Regions from separate parts of the Mus musculus genome. Here regions 1, 2, 3, 5, 6 and 7 are each linked to region 4. A link is a contact called in public HiChIP or PLAC-seq and promoter capture Hi-C data. All regions are on one chromosome and are shown on one strand. Each heading gives the region's core, a stretch centred on a gene start, on an enhancer-like site or on the middle of the called end of the contact. The rest is flanking DNA. Distances are from core to core; before and after follow the strand shown.

Region 1 (3,544 bases), core at 582-3,081, 420 kb after region 4:
CTTAAAACATATCCAGAACTGGCAAACTGGCTCAGCAGGTGAAAGTACTTGCCAGGCAAGTCTGACAACCTAAGTTCAATTCCCAGAACCCACAGTGAAAGGAAAACTGGCTCCTCAAAGCACCGTGGCACTCCCGTACCCAAGTCCTCAGACCATAATAAATATATCAGTACTTGGATGTAAGAATGAACCCACCTTTAGTTTTTATTTTTGTCTCCCCCAAGTACCAGGAAATCCAACAGACTCTATTTTCATTTTATTTGAATGTACACCGAACAAAAAATTAAGCTTTAAAGCCAAGCTTTTACGTTTAGAATGTTTGGCCCTGTTTTAAATACTTTTGCATTCTCAACTAAAAGAAGACTGGAGAGCAGACACCAGTTCACTTTATTACACTGAGTGCTCAAATTTAAAAGTTTATCAGCACTCAAAACCTTTGGATTTAGTCTTTACTATAAATCAACATATACATACACTTAAAATCTTGCTGAGGTTCAACAGACTTCAAGGTCTGAAATATTTGTAGCTCATAGCATTAAACCCAAACATGACTTAATATCAAGGCACAGCTAAGCATGGTCCGTTTTCAAGAAAACTATCCATTTAATCTAATGAGCCAGCCTGCACCTGCAAGCCAGTTGCTATATCCTAAGAAAAAACCAAAGTTGTTATTCAGTGAAAACACTCTGTAGACAGATAAGTGGGTACCAACTGTTTCCCGGCGCACAGATGTAGCAACAGGATAGTATTTCTAGCAGTGAGGCAAGGCCTTGCCAGCAAATCATTGACCAAAAATGGTAACATTGTGCAGACTACAGTGACAAAATGTTCCACCTGATCGCCCAGTTGAGATACTGTTTTACAACCGATTTGAGTAACACTTTGGAGGTAGAGAAGTTTGTAAATTAAGCAAAATCTCTACCATCTCAATACAACGAATGTTTCTCTTTTTAAAGGGCTGGAGTAATTATACGGGCTTTCTGAAAGTTTTTAAATTTGCATCTGAAAAGCAACAACATCATGTCCAGGACTTGCACCCAAAGTTGTGGTAAAGCCTTGTTCTCAGGTAAAGGCAAATTTCTAGCATGGATGAATGGACCCGGCAGGGAAGGGTTAAAAGAGCCACTGCCAAGCTTGACAAGCCCAACGAGAGTGCCACTGAAGCTGATTGCCAGATACGACAAACAAAGCCACGGCAAGGCCACCCGGTTCTTAATCACGCTCACTAGCAATTACTCCGCCCTCTAGAGTGTTCAATAAAATCCTTTTCCTTCTCAGTAAAAAGGGCTGGAAAAGCTCACGGGTCACCAAGCTGGCCTTGGAGAAAACCGCGCCCACACGGATGGTCTCAGGTTCGGCCGCCCATCCCGGGGATCTACCGACTTCGGGATCGAAGGCAGCGAGGCCGGGCCGAAGGGGATCCCGGGCGGCGGCCTGGAACGGTGGGCATGATGCCGCCCAGGAGCTGCCTTGGAACCGACCCCTCCCTTAGCACACGCCCGAGGATCACTCACCATGTTCGCTGGGGCGGACTTCGGGAGGAGAGCTAGGAGCCTGACGGCAAAGTCTGTGCACCTTCGTCCTCCGGGTAGCAAAAGCAGGAGAGCAGGCGCAGGGCGGACGCGGCAGCTCGAGCTTATTAAGGGCGGGCACGAGTTCCAGCCAGACTGCGGCTGCGCGCGCCCCTCGCTCCGCCCACCGTTGCTACGCAACAGGCCGGCCTCCCCAGACAGGCCCCACCCAGGAGTCCCAATAGTCTCCAGACAACTGGAAACCCCTCTCCAGTTAAGGGGAGTGCATGGGTTCCCCGCCCAGAGGAGCGCCCGGGCTGCTGCTCCGTGAAGGGTGGACACAGGACGCTCCGGGGAATCTGGCCCTGCCCTGGAGGCGGGACCACGCGATGCCCCGCCTACCGCGCGGCCTTTGCCCATACATGGAAGTCGCCACCTGGCCAGGTGTGCGCGCCGCTAGGGGCGGGGCCCCGGCGCGGAGTGGGCGGGGCGAATGCCGGTGGGCGGGTGCTCTGCTTGGCGACGAGAACTCTCAAAACGGCTCTCAGGGACCGCGACCCGCATTTTTTTACCTACTTTGGTGCTGTTCCCACCACCCAGTCCTGATTGGTCAGCGCGGCACTTCGGGCCGTCGCGTGAGAGGGAAAAATCTGCACAGTTTTCCTCCTTCCTGAGGCGACCGTGGCTGATCAAAGTGCTGTGTGAGTCAGCGCTTATTCCAGGACTGGAAAACAGGAGTGATTTGTTTATCTTCTGAGCGGGCTGGGAGGAGGCCCAGTGGCCCGCGGGGGGTGCGTGGGGGACGCCGCGTGGCCCGGGACTGTGGGCCGGGCCCCGCCGCTGCGCTTGGGGGTTTCTCATTGGGGAATTGTGTTTTCCTAAAGGGCGGTTGCACGGAAATACTGCTTCCACAGGGCCACCCGCAATCCTAGCCTTGTTTTCTCCGGGTGTTTTTGTAGCGAATAAAAGGAACTCGTAAGACGTGGGATGATCACCTCACTTTTGAACTGAATTTAGGCAACGAGAACATCAGGATCTCTATAAAAAAAGTCTTAATTATCTAAGAAGGCTTTTGGGCAACATGATCGTTGTTTTTCTTTGTTTCTGTTTTCTGGGCGCTATATAAAAAAAATCTACCCTAGGTAGCAAACCGCGGTTCCCATTAGTTTTAAGGGTTTTGTTTCTTTCTTAAGATTAAAGGCAAGTCGTGGCAATTCTAATCCCTTACTGCATTGCCACGGGGTGTTTGGCAGGCTACGGCAGTGGCGTCAGAATCACCTGGAGAGTTTGCTCAAAGATTTCTTAGTTCTGGCTCCGTGCACCTAGAATGTAACCTAAGAGTTTGCCCTTTTAACAAGTCTTTGGTATTAATAATTGGTAATCACACTGAAGAGAAAGAACCTACATCCAGCTGCAGCCCGAACCCTTCTGGCTTATTTTTGTTTTTTTTTGGGGTTGGTTTTTTGTTTTTTTCTGCTCAGGACTCTGACCCCACTAAATGAGACTTCATTTAAGGACGGTTCAACCTATCATTGGTGTTTCGTCCTCCACAATCCTGTCCAAATACAAGAATGCTGTTTACTGCATAAAATTTTCTGTGCCTTCTTCCAGATTTTTTTTTTTTTTTTTTTTTTTTTTTTTGTCCTGGAACTCACTTTGTAGACCAGGCTGGCCTCGAACTCAGAAATCCGCCTCCCAAGAGCTGGGATTAAAGGCGTGCGCCGCCACCACCCAGCTTCTTCCAGAATCTTAAGCAAGTCTCTCTGGCTCCTCTGCCTCTAGCCTCACTCCCTCTCCTTATGGATTTGCCCAGTAACTGTGTTCCTATCACCTGCCAGCCTGGATTTTTTTTTTTTTTGACATATTTCCAGCGAATCCGTTTTATGTCTTTCCATAATCATTAACTTCATGGAAATCAGGGAACGGGGAGGGGACACCTTTCTTGGGCTTTCATGGATGTTTTGTGGCTATGAACTGTTTTTTTTTTTAATATATTTGCCACTGTTCCCAGATCAAACTGGGAGTCCCAGAAA
Region 2 (3,540 bases), core at 881-3,380, 490 kb after region 4:
TAACCACACATCCCAAACCAATCAATTGGCATTTAGTAGACAGGTACCCTCAAGGAACAAACGAGAAAAAGATCTAAAATTCTGACTGTAAAACCCGGGGCATCTGGGTTGTCATGACACTCAGGGCCTACTGTTCAGAGTCCAGGGCATCAGGAAAAACTTAACTGGATTCTCATTTAATCACCATTTCTGACATCCTGTTTTCCATCCCCACTGGGCCCCTCATAAAGCTCTCACTGTGCAGCAGTCCCAGAAGACAATGCTACAACAAGGGGGCAACAAGGAACAGTGGTTGCCCCCTGAGTGAAAGATCACAGGAGAGAAATTGAGTCAGGCCTTAAAAATGCCTTCTTCCCAGGACATAACCATGCCTCAGGGACTAGATACTTCTCAGTGACCGTGGTTTCTTTTGAGGGAGGGAGGGGAGTGGAGAAGGGAGAGATGGAGAAATGTTTATGTAGAGAATGTGGTGTGTGTGTGTGATATGTATATAGTGTGTGTGGTGTATGTCGTATATGTGTATATAAGGTCTGTGGGTAGTGTGTGAGTATATGAGGTGATTTGAGTGTATTTGCTGTGTATGTATGTAGAGTATATTGTAAAGTGTGTATGATATGTATATTGCATGCATGTGTAATGTGAAGGGTGCGTGGGCTCTGCATGTGTGCATGTATGTGTATATACATGTGTATATGTGGGGTGTGTAATGTCAGGTATATGTGTGGCGTGTGATGTTCATATGAAGTATGACTTATTCATCTATCTGTGTAGGGCATATGTGCATGCACGTGGGATGTGTGTATGGTGTAAGTGTTTTACATGTGACTGAGGAAGTGGGTGTAGGCCCAGTCCCGGTTCTGGAGACTGTGGTTTTCAAATTGTTCCTTGAAATTCACCAGGTGTAAAATGAATTCAGTAGAATTGACTGGTACAAAAAAGGAAGAAAGCAGGCTGGAGAGATGGCTCAGGGGTTAAGAGCACTGGCTGCTTTTCCAGAGGTCCTGAGTTCAATTCCCAGCAACCACATGGTGGCTCACAACCATCGGTAGTGGGATCTGATGCCCTCTTCTGGTGTGTCTGAAGATAGTGACAGTGTGTTCATATACGTACAGTAAATACATAAGTCTTTATAAAAAATTAGAAGAAAGCAACACAATGGCGCTGGGAATAAGAAGTAACAGAATGCATGGCAGTGAGAAGTATACAAAGTTTATCCTGGAAAACTTTTGTCTTAAATGTATCTGTATATTTTTGACTACACATGTATTTGCTCAAATGCACACATATGATGTGGCCTATGGTGTGAACTATGTCACTTCCTGTGGTCTGGGTGACAAAGTTGAAAAACACAGCCCTAGATACTAAAAAGATCAAGGCCCTAGCCTCACATGGAAAATTTTAGTTCTGCGGGGGGGGGGGAGGGGGGAGACTGTTTGTCTTTCTTTGTGTGCACACATATTTTTGATGGCTATAAAACCATGATATGTATAGGAAGTGTGTGATCTATTGATGTAGGGTACATGTGCCTGCATGTGGGATGTGTGTATTGTGCATGTGTGCATGGGACTGAGGAAGCAGGTGCAGGCCTGTTATGGTCCTGGAAACCCATGTTTTTCAAACTCTTAGTTATAGTTCATTGGGTGGGAAACAACAGGCTTGGCCTGGTTTCTGAGTACATGAGGTATAACTGTTGGGTCAGGTCCTGTTCTCAGCCTCTGACACTACTGAGACTTAGCAGTTTATCTCTGTGTCTAAGGTAGGGTCTCACTTTCTCCTCTAGGTTCCCTTCCCTGTCCCTAGATTTTATTAGTCTGGTGAAGTTTGTGGATCCTTTCTCATAAAATGTTGTTGAAGGCAAAAAAAATTATTCAAAGCAAGCCAATTCTATAAAGATAGTTATCCATATGTTATCCAGTGTCCTTGACTCGAGGGGTCATGTCTGGATGAATCTGCAGCAAGCTGAAGTAACCTGAGGTGCACATGGCTTTTATATGGCCCACTTATCTATTACACACCCCAACCTTACAGCACAGCACCCTGTCGAGTGTAGGGTGTGTCCTGGCTGATACAGTCATGGCTTGCTGCCACACCACTGCTATGCACGAAGGCAAAATGCAAACAGGAAGCATGGCCTCTACAGAAAGCACAGTGCTTCCACACTGTGGTCAAGTGGACCAGTGCACGTCCATGATGCTCTGCAGGGCATGTACAGTCGCTTGTCAGTATCCAAGGGGGATTAGTCTTCACAACCCCACAGGTACTGAAAATCACACTTGCTCAAGACTCCAAAGTGCTTAGTGCTTGTATGTGAACTATGAAGTTCTCCCATAGCCTTGAACTCAACCCCAACAACTTATAACATCCAGGATAGTGTGAGTGGGTATAAGTAGTTTTATTTTTTATTATTTAGGAAATGATGACAAACATGGTTATACACACACACACACACACACACACACACACACACACACACATATATATATATTTTTCAGCAGAGGCATAATTGGTTGATTGGGACTCTTAGGATCCAGAGAGGTGACTGTTCAGTAACAAAATACTGAACATAACAAAATTGGTCTAACAAAATAACAAAAATTGGTCTAATGAACCTCAGGTGTGCCACCTTCACGGGTTGTCACAGCCCATGTATGTGACGTGGCTCCTGCGTATTTTCTCATTTTCACACTGTTCTGTAAGTCAGGGAGTGGGGCAAGCAGGTTGGTCTCTCTGTTCTGGGTCTCCCAGGGTGGCATAAAGTGTGTGTGTGTGTGTGTGTGTAGTCCACCTGGGCCCCTGCTGGAGGATCTTATGGGAGAACTTGCTCACAGTGTCGGGTGTGTGGTTGGTACAAGTCAATTCCGACAGGCTATAGTGGGGAGGACCCTGTTTAGTCAAAGAGGTTGTGCATTCCTTGGCCCAAGGCTATTCCACGCCAGCGCTGTGTGTAAAGTCCTGGGTCTAACCCTCTGCCTCCAACTTCTCCTCTTAGCTGCTGCTGCTGCTTCTGCTTCTGCTTCTTCTTCTTCTTCTTCTTCTTCTTCTTCTTCTTCTTCTTCTTCTTCTTCTTCTTCTTCTTCCTCCTCCTCCTCCTCCTCTTCCTCCTCCTCCTCCTCCCCCTCCCCCTCCCCCTCCCCCTCCTCCTTCTCCTCCTCCTTGGCTTATGTGATTAGGATTAATTTAATTAATTTAAATAACTTACTTTGTGGTGCTGGTTAAGGTTTTCGATGCTTCCAGAATGTCTCCCGGTTAGGACCTTCAGGGTAAGTTCCCTGGCCCAGCAGCATCAGCAGCATCTGGGAACTTGTCAGAAGTGCAGATTCACGGGTACATCCAGACCAGCTGTGGCCTGGCAACTCCTGTCGTAACAAGTCCTCCAGGCGGCTCCACAGGCATTAGATCCATGCCTCTAAGAACAGAGCCCGAGATTGGAGCTGGGGGCCTCTCCTTCAAGTCAGCCAAACACAGGTGCCCAAGTCCCCTGGGGATTAATTTCTTCCAGGCGGACAAGGAATGACAGACAATTCAGTGTCTTGACAGGAC
Region 3 (3,540 bases), core at 818-3,317, 360 kb after region 4:
ATTTATTTATTTATTTATTTATTTATTTACCTACCTACCTACCTATCTACCTACCTACCTACCCAAGAGAGTCAATAAAAAATGTTTTGTGACATTCTAGGAGAGTATCTGGAGAAGGTAATAGAAGTTCTGTGGGTGGGAAAGCAGGATAGACAGAGAAGGCTCGATTTTACATTGCTTTGGATTGTTTCATTTGTCTGCTTGTTTATTTATTTACTTATTTTAAGATTTATTTATTTATTTATGCTGTTTAGCCTCTGAACATAGTCGAGAGCTTCTAGACAGTGCTGGAAGCATCTTGAAGCATCCCATAGCTAGTGTTAGTACTCGAGATGATATTCGGTAGCAAGGCTTCCTTCAGCAGTGGTAGCCAGATGGTTTTTTTTTCCCCATGGGAGGAGTTGGGCCTTAAGGGATAGGGCCAAAAGGGAAGTGTCTTTATTTTGGCTCCCCACTCCCATTCTTCTTTGAGACAGGATCTCATGTACCCCAGGCAGGCCTTAACTCATTCTCTACCTCCCAAGTGCTGGAAATACAGGCACACACCAACATACCTTACTAGAAAAGTGCTCTCTGGTGGAGAATTCAAGAGAGGTTAGAGTTTTCAATCACTTGGGGAATTCTTGAGGATAAGAACTTCTAAGATTTTTGGCAAGGAGCATTTTAGGAGTCTATGGGGGTGGAACGGCACAGAACAGCCAGTCTGAGGAATATAGTATGCACCACATCTGTAACTTAGTAGTCCCATTCGCCACATTAGAATAGGCCACGAAGAAATAGTTGGGATGAATTTTAACAGCGTACTTTACCCAGTTTATCCAAATTGTGTGTTCTTGATGCTCAACCAGTATATCAGATTGCTATTTTATGTTCTTGTCTACACTGAGGTTTTGAAACTCCATGTAAACTTTTTGCTTAAAGCACATCACAAGTTGCAGGAGTCTCAGGGGTTGTAATCACAAGTTCTCAGGGGTGCTAGGACCATTCTGAATCAAGAAAGAAAGTAGCCTTCAGTTCCACACAAGCTTGAGAGGCCACCCTGCCTCGCCTGTTTCTTTTAAACTCTGGGCAGTGAATATCTATTTAAGGTTGGGCAGGGGTTGGGGGGTGGGAAAACAGCAAAAAATGTCTCAGTAGGGGTTTTTTTCCTGAGAGTGAGCTCATGGGCCATTTTATTCTAGCTCTACAGCACTCAGGATTGTATCTAGTATGTATATAAGCTATCATTAGTTGCATGTGCATACATATTTCAAGGAAATTAAGAAATGGGGTCCCCACACACATACTCTCATCCCATTTTCTTGGCAGTACAAGCTTTTGGGCCTTTTAATGCTAGTGTGGTTATTTTTAAATCTACTGCACTTTCCTAAGGTAAAAAGTTATAAAATAAGGTGCTCATAGCAACCAGCCCGCCCACATCCCACCTTGCCTTTATTATGATATCACGCTAAGTGCTTCCACTTGTAATGAAAATATTATGACTGTGAAGTAAAAATATTGTGACAAGTCAGAGAAGCCAGGGTTGCTGTAGAAACCTTCCCCATTCCTTGTCCTCAAAAGGCAGGTTTAGCTGAATTTCGCCCTAGTGCACTTGTCTGTCTCTTTTAGTGCATTTGACTGTCTGTTTCAATTGTGAGCAAATTTAGATATCAGCAGAGGAATTTCCCAGGCATTTTAGCTGAGCTATCTCAACTCACTCTTTTCTTGCCTACAAGTCTGCATGGGTATCATGGAGACTGGGAGTGAGGATGTTTCATTGGTGGTGGTGGTGGTGATGGGTTTTTTGGGTTTTTGGGGGGGGGGGGTTGTTGTGAGCAAGTACCTAGGGAGTGAAGAGCTCATTCTAGTGACCTGGCCCAGCCATTTCTCTTTTGAAGCCAGTCACCATTTAAGCTCCATCTAGGGAGGCTAGAGTGCCTGTCCTTGACTGTGGGGAGCAGAGTCCTGGTACCCTCCAAGCTTTCCGTGTATGTGTGTTTCTGGGGATCATTGCCCATAGTGATGCAGAACCATGGAAGATGAGATGGACCAAGTGTTTCACTAGAAAAAGAGGAACTGGAGAAAAAAAAAAACTGAGAAAAATGTGTTGTGGATAATTTTGTGCAGCGCTATTTTTGTTACTTCTTTATTTACTTATTTTGAGTCATGGTCTAATCCAACTCAGGGTAGCCTCAAATTCACTGTGTGGCTGAGTATGGCTTGCTCTTCCTGCCTTCATTTCTGAAGTGTTGATATTACAGGCGTATGCTACCACGCTCGGCTTATGTAGTGCTAAGGTTCACACAGGTCCTATCAAGAAAGCTACCTCAAGTTCCCACACAGCTTCAGTGTTGTTAATTTAAAAAGAAGAAAGAGGGCTGGAGAGATGGCTCAGTGGTTAAGAGCACCGACTGCTCTTCCAGAGGTCCTGAGTTCAATTCCCAGCAACCACATGGTGGCTCACAACCATCTGTAATGAGATCTGATGCCCTCTTCTGGTGTGTCTGAAGACAGCTACAGCATACTCATAATAAATAAATCTTTAAAAAACAAAACCCTAGAGATGCATATCCATGAGTCAAATAAGTCTGGGCAAAGGAAGAGGGCAAGGCTGATGGCTCACCCCAGGGGGAAAAAAAGAAGAAGAAAGAAAGAAGAAACAAAGGCTAGCCTTTATCCAGCACACACTGATCCCTGAATTCGATACCTACTACTGATATAAAATAAGGAGGGATGTTACTCCAAAGCTTGGCTGGGACTCTTTGAGAATGCAGACCCATCATTAATCAGGAAGTTCACTGTACCAGCCTAAAGCTGTAGAACAGAGTTCTCCTTGCCTCTGATCAGAGCCACCTTTTGATGGACGTTGTTGTATATCTCTTGTTTGGGGGTGGAATGTAAGTCCCTGCTCCTTCCCACTTCAGGGCCCCCAGATTGCGACGGCCCTCTCTTCCTGCCCTACAAGACACTGGTCTCTACGGTTGGAAGCATGGTGTTCAGTGAGGGCGAGGCCCAGCGGCTTATTGAGATTCTCTCTGAGAAGACTGGAGTCATTCAAGACACCTGGCATAAGGTAGGCCACTGCAGGGCTGGTGTGGCTTACCCCTGTCCCCAGGGATGAACATCTTGCCCAGTTCTGCTCCTACTCAGGAGCTATCTTGTCCGACTGCAACGAGAATGTTTCCAGACCAGTTTTCACTTCTTCCTGGAGGATCCTGCCATTGCTGTCTGTGCTTGGGCTGAATGCTACCGCTGCTTATGTGCCCGGAGCAGAGCGGGGCCTCGGTGCTGCTTGTGCTTCTCGGGTTAGAGCATGGGATCTGGACATAATTCCCTTGTGCTACCAGGGCAAGCTCAAAGACTAAGCCCCACTCCCTAGTGCCCCTGGCCAATCACCTGTTCTAGGAAGTGCAGTATGCGTGGGTTTTTCCTTAGCTAGTTGGGTGATAGTAATTTTGGTGATCAGTTCAGTGATGGGAGGTGTTGGGGGTACTCTTTCCCGGCTGTCACTGGGGGGTGCCATGCTCTGTGTGGCCTCAGTGCTGCTGAGAGCACCTCAGC
Region 4 (3,620 bases), core at 129-2,628:
TCATGGTGCGTGCGCCTTCTCCCTTCCACAACCTCGCCAGAGCTGCGCCCCCTCTCTGTGTGCCCTGAAAATACGCCAGCCAAGCCCAGAAATCCGTTACCAGGCTGCTGTATCCCTAAAGGCCATTCCAAGGCGGAAGAAGGCAGGGACAGCCTCTGTGTGGATTCCCCGGGTCGCTGTGGCCAGGAGCGCCTCTAGTCCTGTTATAGGCAGGTGAGACTGGCGCTTCTCTGAACCGCAGACACCTGAGCACCCCTGGCCAGACGCGCCCAGACAACCTCCAGCAGTGAGCACTCGCCTGCTCACCCAGCGAAGCCGGGTTCCTACAACGATAGCTGGGCGGGTTGTTGAGCAACAAAGCTGTGGTATAGGGGCATCAGCGTACCCAAAGCGAGCAGGCCGCCCCTTGAGACTTAGTATCTTTTATCAGATCCCCCCCCCCCCACACACACACACTTCCCTCCAGGAATAAAGGTAAATAGGAAACAAATAAAAACAAAAAGCTCAAAGCTCTTCTGCGGTCTTCGCAGGCGGAGGAGGGGAGAGGTTGTATCAATTTTCAATCCCGGGCTTCCTGGATGAGTATTTTCCTGCCTCCGAATTTAAGGGTCCAGTTGTTAGGGGAGGCAATAACGGGAAAGGTAAAAGACAAGACATTCGCTTTAAATCTGCGTTCACATGAGATGCAATTAGCTTTTGTCTTGAGTCAAGGGACTCCTAGACTGTAAGGTTTCGGGGTGAAAGCTGCTTTGGTAGAACAAGCCCTATTTTCTTAGATTGAGTGGCACAGATCAGTAAAGTGACGTGCTCCAAAGATGTGGTGTTTTTAGGCTTTATTGAGGGGTGTTCTAGATGAAGGAAGCCTTAAGTTCTCAACCCCCCCTCCCTTTACCTGACAAGGATACTGCGGACCCTCCCCCCATCCGACCACCGAGATTCCAGAAAGCCTAGAACAGCCCCACAAGGTTCACAGTTAATATCTGGCTTGCTTGATGGAGACAAATCAACTTCGGAGGTGGGGGCCAACTCGTGGGAGACCCCAGCTCCCAGTCGGGCTGCATGGGGCAGAGAACCTGTGGCTTGTTTTAAAGACTTTATCCTATAAAGTGCATGTGATAGGGGTATGAAGCAGAGGGTTGATTTGAAAAATGTTCTTCCTTTTTTAAAAAGAGGAGGGGGGAAGAATCAGACGTTAAATTCTTTTGCAAACATTCATGCCTAAGGAAGGGCTGGATCAGGCAGCCCCGGCCGCCGGAACCGGTCGGACAGGTAGCGAGCTTGTTGACACCGTTATGTTGCAGGGCGCATGCTCACTCCCAAGTTTCCTGGTGCCTTTTCTATTCCACCTTATGAAACTTTTTCCCCGGCGTGGTCTCACGCGCGATTTAAGGCATAGGTGTCGCCGAGCCCGGAGGCTGCGAGTAACCTGGAGTGAGGGGGAGAGTACCGAGCAACGCGGCGGGGGGTGCAGGAAGAGGGCAGGCTAGGCGGGAAGGTGGGCTCCGGACTCCAGGAGCGGGGGGACCCAGGCGCCACCGCCGCCACTAGCGGGGAGCAGCGGGAGGAGGGGGCCGCAGTCGGAAGAGAGGATCCCACCATGCCCAAAGTCTTTTTGGTGAAGAGGAGGAGCCCGGGAGTCTCTGTCCGCAGCTGGGATGAGCTCCCGGATGACAAAAGGGCAGACACTTACATCCCAGGTGAGGAGCGCGGGGGCCGGGCCTGGGCGCGGGGCTCCCGGGTGGGGGCAGGGTGACTGCGGCCCTCCTGCTCGGGATCAGGGCTGCGGTTCCCACCCCTACTCCGTCTCGGTCGGGGTCACAGCGGTGTTGGGAGAGGGGAGCCAGGATCTAGGCTGGGAAACCTGGGACCCCCGGTGCTCTCTCCCTAGACAGGGCTAAATTGCCTGGCGGCAGGACCGTTGGTTGCAGCGCGGGCCAAAGTGGCCTGGAAGTGGGTGGAAGGCACTCGGGGTTCCCTTGCCCCCTACGTCCTCTAAACCGCTCGTGAAGGTCCGCTAACCCCTCGGGAGCGAGGCAAGACGAGGGCACACCCGCCTCCACGGGCGCGAGAGGAAACTTGGCGCGCGGGTTTCTCCGCGGCGCTTGGACCCTGGTGCTTCGTGGGTTGGCCTGAGAACCCGTCTCCCGACACCCTAAGTTAGTTCGAGGGGCGGATGGCTAGGGTAGACTCGTCTACCCTCGGGACGTCGCCCACTTGGCGAGGTGCCCAGGTCCGGGGCGGGGCGGCGGCACCGCCCGCAGGTCAAACTGCCGTGGGCGCCCGGGCGTGACGCCGCGTGTGGTTGAGTGTCGGGGTGCGGCCCCCTCCCTCCGCAGTGAGCCTGGGCTGTCTGCTCCGCGACCCGCCCGAAGACTGCCGCAGCGACGGCGGCAGTAGCAGCGGCTGCAGCAGCAGCGCCGGGGAGCCCGGAGGGGCCGAAAGCAGCTCGTCCCCGCGCGCGCCGGAGCCTGAAACTCCAGAGCTTCACGACGCCCAAGGCACCGATGGACATCTGGCAGCGATGCAGCGCCCGGTTGCCAGGTCAAAAATCAAGGTAGGGTGTCGACTCTGCCCCCGCCGCCACCTGCACCACGCCCTGGCGTCCGGCTCGGGAGCCCCGGCGCCCCTCCCTGCCGCGCCCGCCCGCGCACCGGAGCCCAGGCGCCGCGGACTAGCCCGCCACTCCTGCACCTGCCCCTGAGCCGCAGCCAGGCTCCTAGTGACCTGTCCCCTGCGCCACAGTGCCCGGGCCGCCAGCATCTTAAGCGGATCTAGACCCAGGGTGATGGCCCTGTCTGACGCCGCCCGTGGCTTTGGGAACCATTGAAGATAAAGCACAGATACCCCGCTTCAGCCGCCCACCCTGTGTCCAAAGCCAGACAATTACCTAGACAGCCCGAGATCTCCGGTAAAGAAGTGCTACCCAGGATCTTAGACGTAATGGCCTCTGACATAGTCCCTGGCACATTGAGCTCCTGCGTTTTGTTTCCCTCCTGTGTCTTAGGACACGGTGGACCTCGCAGTCACCGCTATTCCCAGCGCCCTGGTGGAGCCTGTTAGACTGGAAACTTGTTGTGCAGAGCAGTTTAGATTTGCCTTTTCTCTCAAATCTTCAAGAGTTAAATTAGTGGGTAAAAGATAAAAGGGCTCACCTGCGGATTTTTTTTTTAAGCGTTCCTACTCTAGTTGATTGGAATGTCTGTGCCCCTCAAAAGCTATAGACTTGTAGGCAACACTTTATCTGGATGGCCATCAGCACTATGTTGGGTGGAACTTCCATGACCACCTGTTCAAAGGTATCCGCTACCCCCAGGATTAAGGAATCCTGCCCCGCTGACTCACAGCCAGCTAGAGGGGGAAGGGAGGCGACATGTTTTATGCATAAGCCCCAGGTCCTAGCCTGGCCCGTTATAGCGTCACCTTGTTTATAGTAGGCCATAATTCTAGGGCGCCCCAGGGTATCGGCTACCCATGCCCCCAGACCCATGCAGGGAGGGAAGGGTGAACCCAGCCGGTAGTTAGTTGGTAAAGAAAGCGGCGGTTCCTTTTCTCCACCCCACCCCCCCCCCCCCCCCGGGCTGGGCTTCGGAGTGGGTCTTTTCTTTCCCCCGGGGCTGGGC
Region 5 (3,751 bases), core at 964-3,463, 440 kb after region 4:
GGCACCAGGCACACACACACACACACACACACCCACACACACACACACAGGTTTGACACCCAGCACCCACATGGAAGGGCACCAGGCACACACACACACACACACACACACACACAGAGAGGTTTGACACCCAGCACCCACATGGAAGGGCACCAGGCACACACACACACACACACACACACACACACACACACACACACACACAGGTTTGACACCCAACACCCACATGGAAGGGCACTAGGCATACACACACACGCACGCACGCACGCACGCACGCACATATGTAAGCAAAAACATTCATGCACACAAAATAAAATAAATCTAAAGAATAATAAAACCTAGGTCTTGAATTGCTTTCTCTCATTTGTCTACTTGTTTGAATCCTCTCTGATGTTGCTGAGTTTTAGTGTTTTGGATTGGCTTCCCTGTATTCCAGTGTCTTTGGCTTCAGCTAGGGAGGCCTTCTGGGGGCTGTGGGAGGCATCGCGCTGGGTTTTTTGTGGTTTGTGTTTCTGTGTTGTAATTTGCACATCAGTTGGGATGAGTGTGTGGTTTTTTTTTTCTCATTCTTTTTGTTAGTTTTAATTTATATATAGATCTTCTTAGTGGTTGTCACTTTGACTGCAGGATCCTCACTACGAGTTAGAAGGGACGTACAGGTAGTGATAACTTATTTTCTTTGCTGATAAAATGAGCCAATCCAAGGCAGATTAAAATATACATAAATGCAGGTTTATTGAGAAACTGCTCTTGGGTGGGCCAGGTCACAGGCCCTAAGAGGAAAGAGACCAGACAGAGGGGAGGGGGAAAAAGGAAGAGAAAGTGCTCGTGCAGAGAGAGGAGAAAATGTCTGGATTATACAGGGAAGAGCATCTGTGGGAAGGGCAGCCCAGCCTCTGGGCTGGAGGTTTCAGGATTGAGGGCAGGGTTTTCCAGGTAGGGACTGAGGGATGCTGGGAGAACCCGGAGGCCAGGATTGCTCTGGTATGTAAAGTATGTACCTAGGTCCCTTGTCCTAGGTCTGAAACTAAACAGCAGTAATAGGAATACTGATTAGATCAAACGCAGTGCTGAGACACATCGGAAAAAAGGTTAGAGGCAAAAAGGGGGGCACTTCAGTTACATTTCCAGTAGGGCTAATGTGGTGACTGATCTTAATTACCAACTTAATAGGGTTTACAATGACCAGAGATACAAACCTCTTGGCACGTGGGTGAAAGACTTTTCAAATTAGGATTTTCTAAGCATGGATGGTGCCATACCATTCCTGGTTAGGTGTCCTCCATTGTGTAACAGAAGGAAGTTAGCTGACCACCAACATGCATTCCTCTCTGCTTTCTAACTGTGGGTGAAATGTGACTAGCTCCCTCAACCACTGGATAAGCCAACGTCCCTGCTGCAGTGGACTGCACCCTCAAACTGTGAGCCAAAGAAACTCCTCCCACCCTTGTTCTGACACGCGTTTTCTTACCACAGTAAGAAAAGTCATTGATAAAGTTAGGAAGCAGAAAGTGAGGATACACTGGGCTGTGGTGGCGCACGCCTTTAATCCCAGCATTTGGGAGGCAGAGGCAGGCGGATTTCTTAGTTCAAGGCCAGCCTGGTCTACAGAGCGAGTTCCAGGACAGCCAGGGCTACACAGAGAAACCCTGTCTCGAAAAAAAAAAAAAAGTCAGAATACTTTGATTAGCAATTGGTTAGCAACGCTAGGAAAGGAGGAGTCGGGAAAGAAATGAGACCAAGAAAGGGAAAGCACGTGGGTCACTGGGGAAGGAGCACAGCAGAATGACCGTAAAGCACAAGCTAGCGAGAAAAGACGAAGATGAAGTAAGTCAGCACACAGATGTGAAGACAAAAAAAAAAAAAAAAAGAAAGAAAGAAAGAAAGAAAGAAAGAAAGAAAAGGTACCGAGGAATAAAGAAATAAAGATAAAACAGAGTACAAAACTAGCCAATAGTTCTCTCCCTTGTAGGACAGTCTTCAGGTCTCCAGACTTCACTTTCTAACCGTACTTTACCGAGAACAGCTCTTTGTGCCTCAGGATTTCAAACAGGTTAGACCGGAATGGTTTGTGTGTGGTGCCCTGCTGGGGTTCAAACTGGTTAGACAGGAATGGACTGCGTGCAGACTACCTTCTGTTTCTCTCTTCAGCAGTTGATTTCCCAGGCAGCAGCCAGCCTGGGTTTTATGTTTGTTTGATTGATTGATTGTTTTAATTTTCACTTTTAACCACGTGCGTATGTGTGGATATGCGCATGTGCATGAGGTGCCCATGGAGTCCGGAAGAGGTCGGCAGATCCCCTGGAGCTGGAGTAACAGGCAGTTATGAGCCTTGAACATGGGTGCTAAGAACCTCCTCTGGGAGGGCAGAGCATGTTCTAATTGCTAAGTCATCCTTCCAGCCCCTCGGAGCCCGAGTTTCTATAAGAGTTTCCTAGCTCTAAGCAAAAGTTGCCCCCTGAAGATAATACCTTTCCTGCCAGCCACTGTCTTCTTTGTATGCGGTGTGGTCACATTTTCCTTGCCTGGATATCAATTTTCTTGCGTCTCATGGGTGGCAATAAGGCTGTATTTATCTTTGCGGTTGGTTTTCCTATCTGTCCAGAGTCCAGGCTGCTTTCTTAAGAGTTTCTGTAAGTTTGTTTGTGGGCACTGAGTTTATGTTCGTCAGCTTCTGTCGGTTGTTACATATTTAGTCAGTGGTGGGAAGGGGTGGGGGGAGCCCCACATGGGATGACATGTTACCGGGGAAGCTGGGGGTTCCTTTTTTAGGAAGCTAGTTTTGTTAATGAAATAATATATAAACAAAATTGAAATGAAGCATGAAGCAATTAGAATTTGAGAGGGAGAGGGAAAGAGAGAGAGAGAGAACCCTACAGGGTAGGCACGCTATAAACGTGGGCAGCCGCTGACAGGAGGAAGGACAGAAAAGGGAAGAGAAAGGCATGTAGTTCATAAGCAGCCGCGTGGCACCAGTGTACAGTGAGCAGCGTCAGAGAAGGAATGAGAAGCTCTGGGCACAAAGTGTGCCCAAGTTTGGACGAAGAGATAGGAATAAGAAAAAGAAAGGTCGTGCCTATCTGAGTCAGTTATGCTCAGCAATGTTCACTCTGGCGGCTCTGTAGCTGTCTGTGGGGACTTAATCTCATAAGGGGATAATTATTCCTCCCCTCTCTCCTCAACACAGCGTCAGGAGCCAGGGCATCAGCCTTCCTACCTGGTAATCTCTTGGCCTGGTGATCAAGAAACCTAGCTGGATTAACATTCAAGGAGAAGGAAACAGTTAAGAATGTTCTATCTAATCTGGAGAAGAGATCAGAATGCCATGCCCCTCCCCTGGGCCAGAGGTAGTTTCCATTCTTTTTTTTTTTTTTTTTTTGGTTTTTCGAGACAGGGTTTCTCTGTATAGCCCTGGCTGTCCTGGAACTCACTTTGTAGAGCAGGTTGGCCTCAAACTCAGAAATATGCCTGCCTCTGCTTCCGGAGTGCTGGGATTAAAGGCGTGCGCCACCACACCTGGCCAGTAGTTTCCATTCTTTAGACCACAAGGAAAGAGCATTCCCTTCATGGTCCTCAGCAAAGCCATGGTATCCATCCTTTATGGCCTCCAGTAAATACTTCTGTAACTGTAAGTGTTAGTATTTCTGAATTCTATCTCGTTTCTTGCCGTCTATTTATCTGTGGCATTTCTTTGCGTCACCCTGCCTCTCACTTCTTCCTGCTATCATAGATCCGATATTCTCTTAAACGT
Region 6 (3,593 bases), core at 172-2,671, 320 kb after region 4:
CCTGCTCGAGCAATAGAGAGAGAGATATGCCTGATATCAAATTCTGTGTGGACTCGAAAGGGGGGTGGGGGACAGAGGAGAGAGACCAAACTTCATTTCAAAGAGGCTGATCTTGCCTCAGGCTCAAAGGAATAATTTTAAGAGCTGCAGTTAAAATGGTTATAACCTAAACTTAAGCTGGCATGGTGTTTCATGCCTTTAATGCCAGTACTCAGAAAACAGAGGCAGGAGGAACTCTGTGACTTTGAGTTCTAGGCCAGCCTGTTATACAAAGCAAGTTGTGGGACAGCCACATAGTGAGACCTTGACTCAAAAAAAAAAAAAAAAAAAAAGAAAAGAAAAGCACTTAAAGTTAAGTTATTTCAATTGAACTTGGTTTTGAAGAGAGGCTTTTGTGTTGATGAGATGGCACAGGGAAACTACTTTTAAGTACTTTCTATGCAATCTGACTGAGTTTTGATCCCTAGAAACAGCCATGGAAGGAGAGAATCAAGCAGAGAGTTGGTGCATGGTGGCATATGCACCCCTCTTCTAAGTAGGTGTTGGTTGTTGTTTTTTTGTTTTTATAAAGGGGTAGCTGGCTAATATTTGGAGTATCACTAGATCAATTTCCTGGGTTGCTATCATATTTTCTTGGGCCAAAACCTCATGGTCCCAACATCTGAAATCAAGTGTCACAGGATGGATGTAACTCTGCTGTGTGATTTGTACAAGGACAGTATATTATTCTGTTTAGGGAGTGGCTTTTCTTATCAAAATTTCCACCTCTATTTCTTTTGTTCTTTCCAGGTCTTCCACCTCAATTCTCCCACTTATTCAGTAAAATATGGAATGCAGAATGCAGTGCCTTTACGGATAGATAAGGCCCCATCCTCCCTGCTCTGACCCTTGCAGAACTCTTCTTTAGACCCAGAGGCTGGTGCTTTGTGTGACGTTATTTGGGTTTAAATAAGGCATTTTCCCAGTTGTTCACGGTTTGTGCAGTCCTCCTGAGGGTAACATTCACGGCCACCTCAGCCCGGCAGTGTGGAGGAAAAGAGCAGCCTGCGGCCAAGGGGATTCGAACCGCAGTCTATCGGCCTAGGCGGAGCCAAATCCGAATAAGCGGTGGCGTGGAGAGCGGAGGCCTGGAGTGGGCGGGACCGGCAGAGGACCTCCCTAGGTGGGCGGGGAGTTAGAGACCCGCCCCCGCGCAGAGCTGAGAGTTGCGCTGCGCGGCTCCGCCCCTCTTCGGCCCCGCCCCCCGCGGCTCCCCGCAGCTCCTCCTCTCTCTCATTGGCTGAGACGTAGACCCTCCTTTTTGGCCAATGGTCGCCACCGCGGCGCGGCCGTCCGCGGTCTGATTGGTCAGAGGCCGGCAGAGTGGCGGCTAGTGAACCAATAGGAAGAGGCAGCTCGATGAATGGCTGGTCCGGGTGGGGAAGGCAGGAGGCGGCGATCCCGGCGGAGGGGGCCGTTCGCCAGCTCCGAGGCAGAAAGTGCCACGACTCCACACACGCGCACGCAGCCAGCGAGCGGCCGGAGCGGACGGCGGACGGGGCGGACGGCGCCAGGGTCGCAGTGTGTGCAGCTGCTCAGGGGCGGCTTCTCGGTGGAGGCTCGGCCGGCTCCCCTCTTGCGGTTCCGCGGCGGCGGCGGCGGCTGCTCTTGCCCTCTCGCTCTCCCTCTCGCGTCTCCCGCTGCAGGTAAGAAACTTGGCCGGGCCCTGCAGCGGCGGCGGCGGTGGAGGCGCGCGGGCTGGGCCGTCGGGGCGCCGGGCCGGTCGCGCCGCGAGTGACACGTCTCCTCGGCGGCCCCTCCCCCGGCGGCGCCGGCCCGCACGCCCGCCCTGGCGGTAGCCGCGGCCCCTCGAGTGGGACGGAGCTGCGTGTGCCAGGCCGAGCCCGTGCAGGGGCGTCGGCCGAGCGCGCCCCTCGGGGTGGATTCCCCCGGCCGGCAGGCCAGGAGCTGCGGCGGCCCCGCGGCACGACGTGGCGACCCCTCCCTCTCGGCCGGGCCGTCGGGCCGGCCCGCGCGCTCCGAAGTTGGGCTAAGAAAGTTGGCGGCGGGGCGGGGCGGCGCACAGCTGGCGGAGGAAGGGGTTAAGTTTCGGGAAGCCACCGGATGACGTTGCCGGGCCGGAGTCCGGGCCGGAGGGGGTTGGGGGGGCGGAAGGCGGTGGGCCGGCCTGGGACGAGGGCTGAGACTGGATTGGCGACGCGGGGGCCCAGAGCCCCGGGCTGCGGGCTGTGGCCACAGGACACGTCGGCAGCCCCGACGGGGCGGGCGGGGGCCACAGGGCTCGCCGCGGGTGCCGTCCGGGACTGGCCGTAGCAACTTCCCGGAGTACGGGATGAGGCTCCCTGCTCCCCCTGGCGGCAGGGCCGCAGCACCGTTTCACGGCGGGTCCTCGCGGAACCGGCACGAGGGTGCGGGACCTGGCCAGGGTTGGGGCCACCCGGGGTCCTGCCTGGCGTCTCTTTCCCGCGCCCATGATTAGTGGACCCGTGGTGCTAGGCCTGGGCGGAAGTCGGCACCTCCGGCCCGGCGGGCCAAGCGCCCTGGCACTGGGCCCGCCGTCTGTCCCGGCCCGCCAGGCTCCCCGGCAGTGCCCGGGGAAGGGAGGCCGGTTGACCCGGGCTTACTGCAGGCTGTGCAGGATGCTTCAGAGACTCTTTCCCGTAGGTGTCACGCTTCGTCGACAGTTGCTAACCAAATGCTTTCTCTCAGAGGTTTCCCATTTCCCCATCTGAGAGACAGCAGTGGAGACCCAGCACGTGTAGGGAGTAGCCAACTGGTATTGACTGTTCTTGTGGGATGTGTGTTTAGGGACGTGAGAGACAAGGGAACAAGGTGGAGCCTGGCTTGCACTGCCAACCACTGCAGAAGTCGCACACCTGGATTCCAGCCCCATGAACACCGGAGGGTCATGTCTCCTAACCTCTGAACCTGGGGTTTCTTTATCTCTTGCCTGAAGATAGTACCACCCACTCACCACTGAGGTCAGGGGAACTGAGCAGGAAGTGTGAGATCTTGTGCAAAACCGAGGGCAATTTGGCAATCAGTCCTCAGGTCAGAGGTCAGGACTGGGAAACACCAAGGAAATGAAACTTGGATGGATCCCTAGAGCCTCCCACATCTCTGTTTGCTAAGCTAGCAGTTCATTTGCTTAAAGCCTAATGGTGGGGGTTGGGGTCCTGGGTTGAATTTTGTGTAAAGACTCACATTGTAGGCTGAAGAATTGCACATTGGACACAGCCCTTCACTTAAGTATTCTCTCACCATCCACACCACTTCCTTACATTTTTTTTTTCTGTTATTGTTTATCTTAACTTCCTAAACCTAGAGAAATTTCTGGGATTTGCTGGGGGTTGTCATAGAAATGTGTTAATGAACTTTGTAAGGTCAGCCCACTATGGTCTGCCAACTTGTTTCTCTTTAGAAGCAGCTTCCTGTTCTGAGGGCCTGGAGATGCCACTTCCCTTCTGTTTAGTACAGGAGAAGAGCTACTAAGAGGTCAGCACAGATGCTGGGGCAAGCCTGGATTGTCTGGCTTCTGGACTAGTTGAGGCCTACAGAATCCCACGCTTGGGGGCTGAGGGCCAGAAGAGGAG
Region 7 (3,721 bases), core at 875-3,374, 470 kb after region 4:
TCGATTCTTTACACTAGTGTGATGGGATAATATATCTAAATCCTTGTCATGGTCTGAGTGAGCCATTCCACCCCACTTCATCCATTTGTATGTACGTATGCCCTTCTGTGTGTGCACAGAGGGAGGCCAGAGCTCAACTCCAGCTGTCTTTCTCTCTTAGCCTATACCTTATTCTCTGAGACAGGGTCTCTCATTGAACTTCAGCTCAAGTAATTTGGCCCCATTCAACGATATTGTCTGGTTCAGTAAGCTGGCTGGCTGGAGAGCACCCTACATCTGCTTGCTTGTCTCCCAGCTCCAGAATTGGGGTTACATAGACTTGTGACACCAAATTCTCCTTCCACCTGAACGAGATGGGTGCAGGGATGAGGGGGACTTCAGGTACTCAGGCTTAGCAGAGAGCACTTTACTGAGTCATCTCCTCAGACTCCCATGTAACTCCCCGCTTGGGCTGTCTGTGAGCCTGTAATTTGACTTAGCAACAGGATGTGAGTGGACTCACTGCCGAGGAAAACCTGGATGAACCTGTTTGGCACGGCTTCTGACATTGCTAACTCAGAAGGAAGGACAAGAGCTATGGTGCTGTCTCAGCCGATCAAAAGACCTGCAGCTAGAAGAACTGTTCAGCCGGGCTGGGGACCCAGAGAGTGGTGATAAATATGTGTTATTTCTCGACTCTTTGGGGTCGTTTGTTCTGTAGCAACAACTGACTAACATGTGATGTCAAAGGCCATGGGTGATTTATCGTACCTGTTACATGTGGGTTTTGCTCTCTGGGAAGTTGGAAATCAATTCATCACCAGCAGTGTGTGGGAAACCTTCAAAATACTCACATCATGCTCTCCTCCACTTGGCCATGAAAACCTAAATGTCTTAGGAGAGAGAGGGAAGGATGGAGGGAGGAGGGGAGGAAGAGAGAGGGGGGGGGAGGGAGAGAGAGAATATGACCATGTCACCACACATACAGATCATACATTGCTTTGTTCCAGACTGAATCCTTTATTATATAGGCTTCTTGGAGTGATAATAAACTAAACAAAGATCTCAGTGATTTTCCCTATTTTTAGTAACTTTAATTTGTAGCATAATTATGTGTAATCCATATGGTTGGTAATATATGGTGTTGCTAAGCCTTAATTTATAAGAGACCAGTCCTTTTGATAATGGTTTTTAAAACTGTGGGTGATACACATGTACTGCTAAGTATGTGGTTATAGAAATGTGAAATGTGTGCACGTATATGCTGTGGTCGGAGGAGAGCATTTAGTGTCTTCCTCACTGCCTTGACGAAGGGTCTCTTATTGAACTGAAGGTTTGCTGCTTCTCCATCACTGTACCTCCCTCTCCATTGCTGAGTTATAGGCATATTTAGCCATGTCCAGCGTTTCGTGGGTGCCGAGGATTTGAACACAGGTTCTCGTGATTGTACAGCATGCTTACCTACTGAGTTATCTCTCCAGACTTTGATAATGATCTTTAAATAAATATTTTAATATGATAAATATTTATATCCTGGAATAATCTCATCAAATAGTTCAATATTTTCAACATTAATTTTACTTTTGAATTTTTCAAAGCCTATCACATTGAGTGATTGTATATATTTCAAAGCTTGTTTTTTAACTCCAACTGCCATTTCCATAATAAAAGTTAAAATGAAACATAATGAGAATATTTATTTGAGAACTGGATAGTTTACTAAGTCCTTAGACTGTAAGGATTTCTGTTAAGTTTGAAGCATCTAACCTCACCTCCTTGGTGAGAGAGCAACGGTGTAGGTCAGTATCACCAGTCTTCCTAAGTCACTATACAAGTTGTCAAGTCCTCACAAATACACCCAAACAGTCATAAGAAATTACTAGGAGGACAGCTCAACACTTACATGCTAGGCCATTTTATCTGCATGCATAGTTAGGAAGCCCTCCCCGAGACAGCCTCAGCAACATGGTATTATTGTAACGCCTTTAAAAGCCTGAAATCAACAACAAACAAGTAAGTTCATAATGAAAGTTGGAAGGGACAGGAGAAAGTGCCAGGCCCTCTGCTGCAGGACTTTAGCAAGCTGGCCTTGGGTGGCTTACACAGAGCCAGTTAAAAGAGCATCATGCATCTCTTGTCCCCCTGATCCTCCGTGCAGTCACATAGCAACAGGCCTCCACAATGGCGGAACAAAGAGGTCCTTGCCCGATGCCCCTTCCACCCGGGAGCTGTATGGGCGGCTTAATCCCGCACACAAAGCACCCGCGGCTCTTCATTGTTGGGCGCCCGCCCCGAGGGCACATCTGCTGACCGGCTCTGGAACGTCCCAGCCCGGCCGGCCGGTTTATTTAGCAGGCGCAGCCCAGGCCGCGGCCTTCCGGGAGCCATGTACCGCCGCAGCTACGTCTTCCAGGCCCGCCAGGAGCGCTACGAGCGCGCCCAGCCCGCGGGCCCCGCCGCCCAGCCCGGGGGAACCGCGCCCGGCCTGGCAGCGCTGCAGGCGCTGGGCGAGCGCGTGGCAGTCCAGGTCCAGCGGGCCCGCGCGCTCCAGCAGCGCCACGCCGGCCTGCGGCGGCAGCTCGACGCCTTCCAGCGCCTGGGCGAGCAGCCCGGGCCCGAGGACGCGCTCGCCCGCCACGTCGAGGCCAATCTGCAGCGCGCCCGGGACCTGACAGCCGAGCACGCGCGGCTCGAGAGGCAGGAGGCCGAGGCGCAGCGCGCGCTCGACGAGTTCCGCAGCAAGTAAGAGGCACGGTTAGGGAGACTGAGGCACGTAGGCGATGTGGCGGGAGGCGTGGGGGTAACTGCAGACTGTCCGCGGAGAGAGGGGCGTCGGGATGCACGGGTCCTGCAGACGTCCAACTTTCAGTTCCATGGCACTTTCGGGATCCGGCTTCATTTACTTTTCCTATGTTTTGGGATGATAGATAGAATGGACCATACAGGTTTTAAATGCATAGTTCGAGTTTTTGGTGTTTAACTTGAGCCAACACCCAAATATGCGAGGTAGTTTGCACCACCCCAGAGCTGCAGTCTCCCAGTTCCCAGTGCACCCCGGTTCTATAATTTCAGGATATGCACTCTCACATGACTGATTTTGACTCCATACTTTTTTTTTTCAATTTAATCTTCATACAGGTACATATTGTACCATAACCGCATTCTCCCCTGGATCCTTACCTTCCCTTTTCTCATTTCTCCTCCCTCCCACTTATCTCCCTTTTCCCCAATTTCTTTTCTTGTATGTGTGTGTATGACTTTATGTGACTATATACAATCTAGGAACTACAAATTGGAGAAAACATATATTTGCTTTCTGAAACTGGCTCAGTTGGCTTTAATGTTAATCTCCAGTTGCATCCATTATCCTGGGAACAGCATAATTTTCTTTTTTATGGCTGAAAAATTCACGTATATATCAACTGTCTGTCTTGTCTGTTTTTTTTTTTTTTTTAGACGGAGTTTCTCTGGGGACTATGTTTGAATGAGTGAATATGTATATTTTAAAGCTTGTTTATCAAGTCCAACTGCTATTTCCATAATAAACGTTAAAATGAAGCATAATGTGAATTTATTGGCAAGCTGGATAGTTTATTAAGTCCATCATCAATCTTTCTGTTCCTGGTTTTGAGCCATAGGAACCCATTTGCAAGAAGGGACCTGAAACTCCATCTCTCATGGGGATATAAGCCTTGCAGAAGCCAGTGGGGAGCAGGGCTTGAACAGAGACTTGGCTGTGGCA

What was found. Promoter capture Hi-C pulls out the DNA fragments that hold promoters and counts their contacts. HiChIP or PLAC-seq counts read pairs in DNA pulled down with a chosen protein or histone mark.
Region 1: a contact with region 4 is called in a promoter capture Hi-C map of second pharyngeal arch cranial neural crest. The contact joins the promoter of Dstn here to the promoter of Ovol2 in region 4. A contact is called at or near these places in 15 of 39 promoter capture datasets (the C10 cell line, the HPC-7 cell line, cranial neural crest and 9 more), 4 of 484 Hi-C or Micro-C datasets (embryonic stem cells and nephron progenitors), 12 of 115 datasets of contacts at active chromatin or transcription factors (bone marrow-derived macrophages, craniofacial prominence, embryonic hindbrain and 7 more) and 3 of 9 other capture datasets (adipose tissue, liver and pancreatic islet).
Region 2: an HNF4G HiChIP or PLAC-seq map of pancreatic cancer cells shows a contact between it and region 4. The contact joins the enhancer-like site here to the promoter of Ovol2 in region 4. A contact is called at or near these places in 4 of 39 promoter capture datasets (cranial neural crest, embryonic stem cells, erythroid cells and 1 more), 3 of 484 Hi-C or Micro-C datasets (Th1 cells, bone marrow-derived macrophages and embryonic stem cells), 9 of 115 datasets of contacts at active chromatin or transcription factors (bone marrow-derived macrophages, craniofacial prominence, embryonic midbrain and 6 more) and 2 of 9 other capture datasets (adipose tissue and liver).
Region 3: a contact with region 4 is called in an H3K4me3 HiChIP or PLAC-seq map of bone marrow-derived macrophages, with 3 times the contacts expected there. The contact joins the enhancer-like site here to the promoter of Ovol2 in region 4. A contact is called at or near these places in 3 of 39 promoter capture datasets (cranial neural crest, embryonic stem cells and pre-B cells), 4 of 115 datasets of contacts at active chromatin or transcription factors (bone marrow-derived macrophages, embryonic forebrain, large pre-B cells and 1 more) and 2 of 9 other capture datasets (liver and macrophages).
Region 5: a contact with region 4 is called in an H3K27ac HiChIP or PLAC-seq map of embryonic stem cells, with 3 times the contacts expected there. The contact joins the enhancer-like site here to the promoter of Ovol2 in region 4. A contact is called at or near these places in 2 of 39 promoter capture datasets (the HPC-7 cell line and hippocampal neurons), 1 of 484 Hi-C or Micro-C datasets (bone marrow-derived macrophages), 5 of 115 datasets of contacts at active chromatin or transcription factors (embryonic basal ganglia, embryonic hindbrain, embryonic midbrain and 2 more) and 1 of 9 other capture datasets (liver).
Region 6: a promoter capture Hi-C map of second pharyngeal arch cranial neural crest shows a contact between it and region 4. The contact joins the promoter of Rrbp1 here to the promoter of Ovol2 in region 4. A contact is called at or near these places in 11 of 39 promoter capture datasets (cranial neural crest, erythroid cells, frontonasal cranial neural crest and 8 more), 2 of 484 Hi-C or Micro-C datasets (both in embryonic stem cells), 6 of 115 datasets of contacts at active chromatin or transcription factors (astrocytes, bone marrow-derived macrophages, forebrain and 3 more) and 2 of 9 other capture datasets (adipose tissue and liver).
Region 7: an H3K4me3 HiChIP or PLAC-seq map of craniofacial prominence shows a contact between it and region 4, with 6 times the contacts expected there. The contact joins the promoter of Bfsp1 here to the promoter of Ovol2 in region 4. A contact is called at or near these places in 6 of 39 promoter capture datasets (the C10 cell line, cranial neural crest, hippocampal neurons and 3 more), 2 of 484 Hi-C or Micro-C datasets (bone marrow-derived macrophages and embryonic stem cells), 9 of 115 datasets of contacts at active chromatin or transcription factors (astrocytes, bone marrow-derived macrophages, craniofacial prominence and 6 more) and 4 of 9 other capture datasets (adipose tissue, embryonic stem cells, liver and 1 more).

The regions. Positions count from the first base shown.
Region 1 is chr2:143,913,618-143,917,161 of GRCm38.p6, reverse strand. It overlaps Dstn (destrin), which reads right to left and starts at 1,831. Exons shown (of 4, transcript NM_019771.2): 1 at 1,515-1,831. The coding sequence starts at 1,517. It also overlaps a transcript of Bfsp1 not described here.
Region 2 is chr2:143,837,446-143,840,985 of GRCm38.p6, reverse strand. The region is part of intron 5 of Bfsp1 (beaded filament structural protein 1, in lens-CP94); the gene reads left to right. Among named protein-coding and RNA genes, the nearest start is that of Bfsp1, 24 kb to the left of the region's middle. Within about 2 kb of position 2,130, at least 92 of the 459 cell types and tissues checked have an H3K27ac peak or open chromatin away from gene starts, as enhancers often do. A contact at or near this core is called in Th1 cells, adipose tissue, bone marrow-derived macrophages and 1 more, where this site is marked.
Region 3 is chr2:143,973,973-143,977,512 of GRCm38.p6, reverse strand. It overlaps Rrbp1 (ribosome binding protein 1), which reads left to right. Exons shown (of 24, transcript NM_024281.2): 3 at 2,904-3,052. Among named protein-coding and RNA genes, the nearest start is that of Rrbp1, 36 kb to the left of the region's middle. Within about 2 kb of position 2,067, at least 7 of the 459 cell types and tissues checked have an H3K27ac peak or open chromatin away from gene starts, as enhancers often do. A contact at or near this core is called in bone marrow-derived macrophages and microglia, where this site is marked.
Region 4 is chr2:144,329,838-144,333,457 of GRCm38.p6, reverse strand. It overlaps Ovol2 (ovo like zinc finger 2), which reads left to right and starts at 1,378. Exons shown (of 4, transcript NM_026924.3): 1 at 1,378-1,697; 2 at 2,337-2,554. The coding sequence starts at 1,598.
Region 5 is chr2:143,888,558-143,892,308 of GRCm38.p6, reverse strand. It overlaps a transcript of Bfsp1 not described here. Among named protein-coding and RNA genes, the nearest start is that of Dstn, 25 kb to the left of the region's middle. Within about 2 kb of position 2,213, at least 66 of the 459 cell types and tissues checked have an H3K27ac peak or open chromatin away from gene starts, as enhancers often do. A contact at or near this core is called in embryonic stem cells, where this site is marked.
Region 6 is chr2:144,009,091-144,012,683 of GRCm38.p6, reverse strand. Rrbp1 (ribosome binding protein 1) reads left to right here and starts at 1,421. Exons shown (of 24, transcript NM_024281.2): 1 at 1,421-1,685.
Region 7 is chr2:143,861,576-143,865,296 of GRCm38.p6, reverse strand. Bfsp1 (beaded filament structural protein 1, in lens-CP94) reads left to right here and starts at 2,124. Exons shown (of 8, transcript NM_009751.2): 1 at 2,124-2,721. The coding sequence starts at 2,366. Gm33648 (a long non-coding RNA gene) reads right to left here and starts at 1,971. Exons shown (of 3, transcript XR_375039.4): 1 at 1,883-1,971; 2 at 751-872.